Regions from separate parts of the Capsicum annuum genome. Here region 1 is linked to region 2. A link is a contact called in public Hi-C data. All regions are on one chromosome and are shown on one strand. The core of a region is the stretch at or near the end of the contact, and the rest is flanking DNA. Distances in the headings are between cores, read along the strand shown. Region 1 holds the start of LOC107870961 (probable methyltransferase At1g29790). Region 2 has its middle 17 kb from the start of LOC107870958.

What was found. Hi-C and Micro-C count contacts between places; a contact is called where the count stands out from the background.
Region 1: a Hi-C map of placenta shows a contact between it and region 2, with 5 times the contacts expected there. The contact joins the promoter of LOC107870961 here to the enhancer-like site in region 2. A contact is called at or near these places in 2 of 5 Hi-C or Micro-C datasets (leaf and placenta).

The regions. Positions count from the first base shown.
Region 1 is chr5:176,680,937-176,686,730 of UCD10Xv1.1, reverse strand. LOC107870961 (probable methyltransferase At1g29790) reads right to left here and starts at 2,416. Exons shown (of 2, transcript XM_016717681.2): 1 at 1,813-2,416; 2 at 477-1,495. The coding sequence starts at 2,266. The coding sequence ends at 726. It overlaps LOC107870960 (potassium channel SKOR), which reads left to right. Exons shown (of 15, transcript XM_047413274.1): 15 at 412-1,060. The coding sequence ends at 479.
Region 2 is chr5:176,453,096-176,459,323 of UCD10Xv1.1, reverse strand. No RefSeq gene overlaps it. Among protein-coding and RNA genes, the nearest start is that of LOC107870958, 17 kb to the left of the region's middle. Within about 2 kb of position 2,638, at least 3 of the 5 cell types and tissues checked have an H3K27ac peak or open chromatin away from gene starts, as enhancers often do.

The DNA.
Region 1 (5,794 bases), core at 1,167-3,666, 230 kb before region 2:
TTGTCTAGCGAGGGTTATAGGTGAAAACATGTGCTTCAAACAATGACGCACAAAATGATCCAAATGGCAGCCTTCGGATTCTTTGATTCTCAATTGGAGGGATTTGATTTGTATTGGCATTATTTTACGTTGATGCTGAAATCCGTTATTTTAATTGCGACTTGATAATTATAGTACTAGATCCATACATGTAAGATATTCTAATTTGTTTGTACATTGTGTGCTTCACTTTCTTTCGTAACTATTGCTTGGAAATAGCTTTGCCAAATTCCAATGACCTAATTGACCTATGAGTCCAATTTCACATTTTCAATATGGGTGCTTCATCCATGAACAAGAAGTTTTGGTTCTGTAGCCCCTTACAAATTTTTTAGTTTTATGTCGTTTTCACGAGAGATTTCATTTTTCCAGTTATGAGAATGAAAAGGTCATTTTCTTCTATTCAACATAAGTGGCCGAATGAGATCATTTCCTCATGAAGGTACAATCTTATGCTCTAAATATGGAATCTGGTTTTTGGCATTATCACCAGAAAATATAAAAGCTAACCAGGATTTGGTCCACAAACATAACAACTCATACTAAGTTACATCAAACTGTTAGTTTATATCTGGAGATGTCATCTAAAACGAATCGGTAATAAAAAGAAAAAAACATTAGTCCTGAAAGAAACCTCCTTTTTTACTTCTAACAAAGTAATATAGTAAGAGAAACATCTAATATTGTCACCAAGAATTCTTGAGTGGTTTCTCCAACAGTGCTGAAAGATACATCTCATTCAGCTCGGGGCCTCTGTCCAATTTTCGCCCAACGACCCACTTGACCTTATTGAACCCAATGCTCTCTATAAGGGGAACATAGAGTTGCGCAAATTGCTCACCAACACAGAAGAAATGGTCAAGCCAGAACAGCCCACCAGGCCGAAGCACTCTATAGATGTCGAAAAATAAGAAGTGGAGCAGTGTTGTTGGTATCCAATTACTCAACACATGCATTGAGTGCACTATATCTAATGTATTGTCAAAGAAAGGAAGTCTCTGTGAAATGCTTATATACAAAGGTATGACTCCTCTTGATGCTATAAATGTATTGAAAGGACCATTGAGATTCATTGATGTTGTTAATATTGTTATGTTCCTTTCTCTCATTCTTACAGCAAATGTAGCCACACCACCTCCAATGTCGAGTCCTGTTCTGATTGTACCAGGATTCTTCACTGCCAGTACTTCATCTATAGAGAAGTCAAGACCAGCTCCCTTTGTCGACAACCAACGGTTTTTCTCTCTACCATTGAGGTCAAAGCAGTCTTTGCAATCATCAAATCCTTTCTGAGTTTTCCTGTTGATGAGACATTCATAGTTTTTGCACGTATATGCTGTCCAAACCACAGATGAATCTGATGGTACTCTCCAAAAACCCTCAGGAAAAGGGTAAGGCTCAACATATTCCTTTTGAGCAGCAGGACGACATCTGCGGCGAGGGAGAGGCTCACAACCTGTAAAAAAAAAGGAGAGGAGATTTTGAGGAACAGATTGCTTAATTCCTCTCCTACTTGCACAATTATAGAGATTATCGATACAACCAGACCTCTCCCTAATAACATTTCACTGTAACGGACAAGTTTCTTTTGGAATCAATTTTTCATGTTATGTTATGCTACACGTTCTCTATAACCACATTTGCACTACAACAACCAAAAGTATCTGGACAAACGACGTTGTTATAGAGAGGTTTGACTATAAACACCTTTCCTATATCTACAAGGAACAGTCCCTTTCCACATTAACAATTTCTTAATTTCTTAACACAAACCTTTGAGAAGCAGCTTCTGTGCTAGGAGCTCATCATCAGGGCAAGAACCATTGACTCTGTATGACATGTAACGACGAAGTAAATCCGGAAACCTGGTACACGGATGCCCCACTGGAGGGATGATTTCGTCAGAATCAAAGTTTCTGCTGAATCCAAATGGTAGTTTATGTGGAGATGTGAAAGCAAGGAACTCAGATGGAAGGTCTAAATCAGCTGCTGGTTTATTAGATTCTTGAACATCATCACCTCTATTTGCTGCAGGCTCAACAACCAAAGGGATAGAAGTATTAAGTGATGAAACAGTGGCAATGGCATTATATGTTTGTTGGTATAGAGCACAAGAAGAGTTCTTAAAAGTGTTACAAATGAAAAAGGTGAGGAGATTTGAGGACACAAGAAGGAAGAAAAAGAACAGATTTGGGGAAAAAGTTCTTGGCTTATGAGATGAGTCCATGAGCTTTTTTCTTTTGGACAATAAAAAAGCTTTGTTCCCTTAAAAGTTTAATATGAAGTGTAGAGTGTAATGATAACTGGTATCTATATGCTTATAGATATAATATCCGGCATGTGAAGTGTTCTTTTCTAATTAATTTGAATTTAACTAGTATTTTCATCCTTAATTAAGGTGGATTATACCTCTACTGCCCTTCCTAGTTGGGGAGGTGTAATTATTGTATAGGTGAATCTAGCATCTTAAGTCAACTGAGTTGAGATTCAGCTAGTGTGAACTTATATATATCACTAAAAAAAATAAAGGAAACGTTTAACATATTCATACTTATCAAGTCAAACCTCAAACTTATGTGTGCTTCTTGTGATTGAATTTTTCCAATCTTATCCCTTTCTATAGATCCACTACTAAATGCGAGAGAAATGTTTTCCTAACCTTTTACAAATTGTTTTAGTTTTATGTTCTTTTTACATGAGATCTTATTTTTATATATCAAGATCCAAAAAGATTCTCCAAACCTCACTTATATAATTTCACCGGATATGTTATTGCTGTTGCTGCTAATCCTTGCTGATCCATCGTTAAATAGGATTAGTGATGGATAAGTTCCTTTTTCTTTCTTCGTGTGTAGTCATTTTTTTCATATATATGACTAGTCCGAACTGGAAGTAATGAGTTTACGTGGACCCACATAATACTGTCAGTAATAGATTAGTGAAGCAGGTGCTAGACATTGCAGAAACTACACATTTGTTTCATCACAAAAATCCAAGATCTGTTATTTTTATAGTTTCTTATATGTGAAGCAACATATAGGGCAACTAGCACATTTCCAACTTTAAGATGGACTTAGTGCATTTTTTAGTGTGTATTTATATAATACCCCATCCAGTTCATTATTTAAAAAAGAAATTTTCAATTTTACTCTTTATTCATTTTTACTTGTCTAATATATTAAAAATTATTATCCAACTTTACTCATCTAATTTGAAAAATCAAGATATAATGTTATTATGTGTCTATTTTGTCATTGTTAGTAGATACTATTCATTCTACAACACTTACATGATTTATAATTAATACGGATGATATAGTAAAAATACTTTTTGATTTATTATTTTTTAAGGGGTGTGCTAAGACAAATATATCAAGACCTAATATTGCCTCTGTTCAATAATATTTGTTCACTGTTAATTAACACACCATAAGAAACAATAAATAATAGAAGTAACTTTATTATATCGCCCTTTGAATATACTCTCTTCGTTTCTAAATAAGTGTATGTTTTGCCTTTGATTTTATTCCTAAATAAGTGCATGTTTAAGCTCTCAAGAATATTTTGATTATAATCTTCCTAATATGCACTTGTACCATTAATATCTAACTCTTCATATTAAATGTAATCAATGTCAACTTGAAAAAAGATATAAGTTTTATTTAGGGAAAAGTTGGTAAAATTACATTTTATTTTATAGGAGTTAGTGTTTCTTCTAATCTAAACTAAATAAATTTTTGACTCAATAAACACTGTTGAAGAAAAGAAATTAGAACATAAATTATACATTACTTTTATTTTTACCAATTTAGATATTATCAAACTATTCTTGAAATTTTAGTCATATTAAAATAAAGTTAATTACATCTTTTGAAACTAATAGTCTAGAAAGTGTAAATTAATGATAAAAATTGGGAGAAATTTCTAACATTTCTACTGAAGAAGGAACAATTCACTTATTTTGGACATTAAAAAATAATTCAAAAGTTTACTTATTTTGAATTAGAGGGAGTAATTTATTAAGGGGTATGTCAAATTTAAAACATGCACTTATTTAGGAACGGAAGGAGTAATAAATTTAATGCATTGAATAGTGAATAGTTTTCCTTTTATTTCAAAAGGAATAACTTGTTTTGACTTGATGCGGAGTTTAAAAAAATAAAGAAGGCTTCTGAACTTTGCGGTTTTAAACTAAAGTTAAGTCAAATATATTAAAATTTCATTTAATCTTGTGGTTTTAAATATATCACGTGTGGAAAGTTGAAATTAAAATCTTGCAAAGAAAAATAAAAGGAAAGGAGCATTCTTTTTTAAACGGATTAAAAAAAAATAGGATATTCCTTTTTAAATGGATAGAGTATTTAATATCAAAATAAAATAAGCATAAATTAATAAATTATCTATTAATTTTTCAAACTAGACAAATATTGTTGAACGTCTATTTTTATTAACATCGACAAGTAAAGATAGAAGAAGGAAGGGGAAGGAAGAAGTACTAAACATCAATTAATATGTATTATGATAAAAAAAATAATTTATCAATTATTATTTTTTAAAAGGATTATAAAACATAAAATAATAGATATATAAAAATGAGCGAAAAATCTTATTTTATTATTAAATCTAGATACACTTCATTATTTAATTCCAAATTGGTAATGTAACTTAGTGATTACATTTTGAGGTGCATATTTTGCGGCATAAGTCACATGATAGTTTAGTAGCAATTTCTTGGAAGTCGTATTGACGTTCTTTTTCAACACAGTTGTTGAAGTTCAAGAAATTTTCTAAGCTGTATGCATTTATTATTGTCTCACTACATGAACATTTCCTTTCCGTAACCTTCAATTTTGGATATGTATAAGTAATTAAATTTTATATAAAATTAAATGTGTAAATACACACATTTTATATGATATAATACATATAAAATATCATGTAGAATAAAAATTGACTATGTAGAACACAACATAAAACATATATATCTACTTATATAACTTTATGATGCTCTATTCGTTTCGTATTAGTTGACCTTTATAAATTTGATACACCCATTAAGAGAAATATTTAATTGGGGTCTATTTTATCAAATTAGTCTTATTAATTATGTTTTGAAAATATAAATTTGAATATATACAACTTGTTTAGTCATTTAATAATAAGAATATTATTGAAAGAACATATTAAAATTCTCTTGATTTCATCAATGAGACAACTAAATTGAAACAAATATTTTTAGAAAAAGGATCAACTAAAATGAAATGAAGAAAGTACAATTTTAAGTGTCTATTTATACATACTTAAAATATAAATATAATCTGAAACCAAGTTAAAAAGCATATTTATTTATTTATTTTGACATCATAATTCCTATAAATTTTGGATCAAGAATAGACATCAGTGCGTGTGTATGTACACACATAGTGGCTGTACCATGAATTTGCACAAGTCAACAAAGGGATTAAGGAAAGTATAAACAACAGAAAAATCGCATTCTTAATAAAAGTAATTACATAGAATTCGGGATGTATTTTCTTTCTCCCAATTTTAGAAAAATATATATTACTTGTGTCTTATACGTTATTATAATGTATGAGATAATTATTTTGCCTATAATTATGAAAATAAAATCAGATATTATTATTCTCTCACACAATTAACTCCATTAATTAAAGTGTTGATTTTATGAAGACTTGAAAATAGTAACTGAAAATATTTCTTATACACAAAATTCAGGAACTATACATGTGGTTGAC
Region 2 (6,228 bases), core at 1,389-3,888:
TTAAATTTTTTTATTAAGAAACCAACAAAACTCATATCTTTTTTCTTCTAATTCTTAATTTTTTCTATTTAGGTTATCTAAATTGAATTGAGTTTCTTCTTTTCATAACCATTTTTCTTTCTTCTTTCTCTTCTTTCTCCAATTTGTGATAGTTAAGAACCCACCAAAACTCATATCTCTTTTCTTCTAGTTTTTAATTTTTTCTATTAAGAGAACCCAACAAAACTTATATCTTTTTCATTCTAATTCATAATTTTTTCTATTTAGGTTATCTAAATTGAATTGAGTTTGTGAATTATGTGGGTGGATGAAAAACGAGATAGAAGAATGAAAGAAGAAAAAATATGCAAAATCTAGAGGTTGATCGGGATGGAAGAAAAGGGCTATTGTGTTGAAGCTAAAGTAATAATGGATAGATATATGTCGAAGAAATTTGAAGGAAATGAATTGGTTTTGAAAAAAAATGTGTTTTATGATTCGAGATTGCATAGGATTGATTATCTATGGAGATTTCTGAGAAATGAAAGTTTGTATATGATGTGTATAAAAACTGTATAAGAACTGTTTATTTAAGGTTTGTATATGATGTGTATAAAACTGTATAAGAACTGCATATTTGAGGTTTGTATATGATGTGTATAAAAACTGTATATTTGAGGTTTGCATATGATGTGTATAAAAATTGTATATTTAAGGTTTGTATATGATGTATATAAAAATTGTATTATATAGAATATATTTTCTATATATGATCTGTATAGAATTTGTATCATTGTTGTATAGAATATGTATATCGATAGGATGTATATAAACTGCATAAATATTGCATAGAGTTTGTATCTAAATAATTATTTTACATAAATAGTGTACAAAATGTGTATAACCTCTTGGCAAAAATAAAAGACACGAAAATAGTTTTAAAACATGTATGTGAGTCATTAAAATATGCTATTTAAAAAAATTATCTTTCAAAAAAATATAAAATTTTATTTGGTTACGACATTATAAATTAGTATTTGATTATTTTAAAAGAAAACTACAAAATTTTATTTGATTATTTTTTTTTATTGATAGTATTAAAAAAAATATACAGAAACATCAGTAAAAAAATGAGCACAACCAAAATAAAAGGAAAAAGGAAGAAAACACAACTACCAAAAAAATAAGAAAACAACAATGAAAAATAGCAAAAAAAAATATAATTTTTATACTTTATATAACAATAATAAAAGAAGCAAAAGAAGCAACAACAAAAGTAAAGCAAAAAAGATAAAATCATCAAATTTTTTTAAAAGTCAAAGTCAAAGAAAACGGTGAAAAAATAGCTAATTTTTTTTTTTTTTTTTTAATTCATGGCCATTTTCATAGCTTTATTTTATACGAAAAGGCTATTTTTATCCTTCTCCTTTATCTTTAGCCTTTGATCATTTGAAATTCATAAGGAGTATTATTATGATCCAAATCGAATATGCCCTTTCTATCTATGTTGTGGATCCTCTCCCCCTCATTCTTTTTCCTTCTAATTATCAGATAATTCATTTACCTAACTAACAGATATTTTATTATTGAAAAAATATATACATTAGCAAGCTAAAATTCATAATTAAGTTAAATAATAATATTTTTTAAAAAAAAATATACAACAAAAATAACAATATTTTATCGGAGTCAAGCCCCTACAGCTTGTTATAATTATCATGTGTAATTTCTCCCCTTTTAAGGCTTTGCCTTTACACCCTCCCCCCCTTTATTTTTATTTCATCTCTTTCTTATTTTTCAATTATTCTCCTATATTTTAAATTTCAAATTCTGCTATATTTTTCAAGCTTTCTACACAAAATCGTGTTCCGCAAAATTAGGTAAACATTGATTTCAGTTCTTGCATGTCATTTCTTCCCCAAAATTTATTTAGTTTGTATTATGTATATATTACTATTGTCATCATCTTTCATTCTTTAAACTTTTGTTTTTAGAATTGTGGAGGTTTGCTTTAATGACAGAACACAGACTACGTAGAAGATCTAATAGGGTATATCAATTTGGTTTCCGATAATTCACCATTCTTTAGTATTGAACTTTCTCAAGTTGAAAATACAAATGCAGTATATACGCTTATACAATCATCAAAATTAGTAAGCATTGAAAAGGTGAGAGCGAGACATTGTAACGATCCAGAAAAGGTTAACAAATCGACATCGTAACAATCTAGGGAATATGTATTTAATGTTGTCTTGTGAATCAAATATATTTACATGTTACTATTTAAAGTAATTAGCAAAAAGTTATTATGTGCCTTCTAATTAATTGATCTAATTTGCTATTTGTGATCTTTTCTCCAATCTAATTACCACCCATTTGGCAACCCCTTGTTGTAACTATCTTACATCCTTAATTAACGGTGGGAGACAAGTCTTGAAAATAAAATTAAATTTAATAAAGTATTTTTTTACCTCAAAAATACTACTGTTCAACACAAATTTGAATTAATCAAATTTTTTTCTTTTTCAAAAAAGGATACTCGTCTTCTCAAGATTAAAATTGGTGATATGCCTCTTTCCCACAAACAGCACGCTTTCACCTCAGACCAGAGGACCTAACACTGTATATTTTGAACGAAGAATAATGACACTTGATAAGGAAATGAATATTTAATTTTTTTTTAAAAAAAAAATCGACATTGGCTTTCTAGATAGAGACAAATGAATATAGTTAAACAAAGAACTCTTTCTTTTCCAAATTTATTTTCAAATATATTATAAGAATGTATAAAAGATATTGTAAATAATTATAATTGGCCAACTGCCTACTTAATTAATTATGAAATTGTCCCAAGAATGATGTGAGTTGGTCTCGTCGGTTAAAATTTATACGCATCCGGTGTATGCACCAAGCTAATACATGTATGTGATGTGTTTGAATTTAGAGTTCATGTTACATAACTATGATTAATTAATAAATATTTTACTTAATTTAATTACTTCTCTATAATAAAAAAATCTTAATTTAATGTATATATCGGATGCGTGTAAGTTTTCACCGTCTCATTATGATGAGTTAGAGACAATAAGCTGGGATTGTAGGTGTAAAGGTTGTTTATTACTATATTTTTTCCATCCATTTTTACTTGCTTGTTGTTGCCTTGGTATATATTTTAAAAATAATAAAGAAAAAATAGATAAAATATTTATTGAATTTTATATAAAATAGTAGAATAGCTTTATTATATCACTCTTTGATATGATAAATTTAATATTTTAAAAAATACATTGAGTGATGTTCTAAAATTAATGGCCCGTTTGGCCATAAATTTTTTTCTTTTTTTCCAAATTTTTTTCACTTTTTTTAATTTTCCAAAAATTGTGGTGTTTGTCCATGAAATTCCAGAAAATTATTCCGGAGTTGGATTCCAAAAAGTGAAAACAACTTTTTGTTGTTTTCATAATTTTTCACTCCAATTTTTTACTTTCATTATTATTATATATAACCCAATCTTTAAATTTTTACACAAATACCTCTTATAACTACAACCACCAAGAAAAAAATAATTATTTGTTTTCTATGGTACAACATCATTTTTAATTGTTAAAGATATTCTAATCTCTTTTTCTTCTTTTAATCAAAATTTACTAACGTGAATTAAAAAGTAATAAATGGCAATCTATGGCGGAAATATATCAACTTTGTTTTGAATGAACTATATTATAGAAATATAAGGCCTAATACATTATGTTATTTAAAAACGAGAAATTTAATATTTTTCTTGTCATTCTAATTTTCTGTATATGTCATATAATGGTTATGACGATTTTACTAAATTATTAAAAAGTGGTCAATAAAGTCGCATATCAAACATAACGTAACGATCCATATTGACGATAACCTTATTTTGGTTTTATGGATTTTGAACAGAGACGAGTGTGGTAATTAGCTTAACAAAAGTTTGTTCTCTTTACCCAAAAAAAAACATATATATTCAAGGAAAATTAGTATCATCAATAAAGAAAAAGCAAAAAATTAGCACTAATCTATTCAGAAATAATTCATTCGTAATTTTTAAAAAAAAAATCAAATTCAATAAAATAATTAATTCAAGTGAAAGTAATCAAGAATTTTTATCAACAAATTTAAGAATATATAAAATATATTTATATCCATCAATCATATTTATCAAAATATATTTTCTCTATTCAATCGATTATGGTTAGATAAACTTATTTAGCTCATGTTTGTGATATTTTTATTCAAATTTTAGAAGAATAACAAACATAATAATTAGTTTGTTGTTAATTATTTTATCAATTGAAGACATATAAATTATTTTCTCAACATTTGGTTGTATGCTAGTAGGTAAATTAGTAGTTGAGCGATTTTGATAATTTTTAAAAGTTGAGGGTATAAAATCATATTTAAAAAAGATTTTTCAAAAATCTAAAAAAAAATTTCAAAAAGAAATGACCAAACACAACTACAATTCCAACTTCATCTTCAACTCCAACTCCAACTCCGAAAAAAATAATTTTTATGGCCAAATGGCTACTAAGATGCACGTAAATACATGAAGAGTAAAGAGGATATATTAGCCAAATCACATTCAGAATTGAGTTTTTCTTAAAAAATGTGTAAAATCTATATATGTCAACTATTTTGAGAAAAGAAAGTAATATTTAATAGTAAAAATAAAAATAAACAAATAATAAATTATTTATTAATTTTTCAAATTAAACTAATACTATCGAACATTTATATTTAATATATGGACAAATAAAAATAAATAGATGAAGTGCAATATGTATTTATTAGTATTATTATTTTCGTAGTGATGATGGAAGCCATCTTCCAGATTTTGTGACTTTTGCCCAATGTGATGAGGGACAACTAAATCTACCATCTAAATGGGGATCACAATTGAAAATGAAAGGATCAACATAGTAAAAGTCCAGAACCAAAGTATGCCCCACGATTAAAAAAAGTGTACAACGTTTTTTAAATAGATTTTGCACTTATTAAGTGCACAATTTCTATTCACTTTTATGGCTGACATTTAAAATATTTATTATTATATATATGTATTTGTATATAAAAAAAATTGTAGTATGAATACGATAATTTGTTATAAGCATATATGATTTTTATTTTATTTTATGTTTTTAAAGGGTAATCTATTTAAAATATAACAATAATAATAATAATAAAATAAATTTCCCTTTAAAAACATAAAATAAAATAAAAGCATAAATAATAATAATAATAATAATAATAATAATAATAATAATTGTTATAAGCTTTCAAACTAAATAGTTTCACCATAATACAACCACATGATTTTAATTTCACCAAATGATGTGGTACAACGAATGGAGCTGCTCCTCCTTTAACCAGAGGTTTCGGGTTTGAACCCTAGGTATGAAAAAATTCTTGGTAGGGAGCGCTTTCCCCCGAATGGGACCCTACGCGGCGCGAATCAGAATTAGTCGGACTCCAATGCAGGTATCGGACACCGGATGAAAAAACAAAAATAAAAACACATGATTTTAATGTAAACCAAACTAAACTAATAAATAATTTCAATAAATATACTTTTAAAATATTAAATTTGATTATTTAAAGTTGCAAAGACAGCTTACAAGTCATTCAAGATAAATTCACTGGAGGTATGAATCAATATTGAAAGGTAATTATTTTTTTTCTTCTTAATTCTATTCCCCCCCATCCCCACCCCACCCCCCTTTTTTGTCTTTGTAACAATTAAAATGAGATTAATTATAATATTGTAAGAATTTAATTAGATTTTAAGGGCCAAGACATAAAAAATAAAATAAAGTGTAATTAAAAAAAAATGCACATAGCTAATTACAAACTATTCTATTTTTTAAGTGTGGTTTTTAATTCTATTGTTACTTTGTAAGATAAATCTATTAATCTAAATAATCTTATTGAATAAAATAATGATAAATAATTTTATTATATTATTTCATTGCCTTTTAAAAATTAGAAAAAAAGATTACTGTGATAATTTAAAAGTGGATGGCTTTTTATATGATAAATAAATAAAAGAGTGATTTATGTGTGATAAAATTTAAAGTTAGATAATTTATATTAATAAAAAAATAAAAAAAAATGTATGATAATTTTTTCACCCTATTTTATTCATGTTATTTGATTTTTTGTAAATAAATTAAAAAAATAAAAAAGTATGACATTCCAAGAAAAAGTGAAAAGGATAATAAT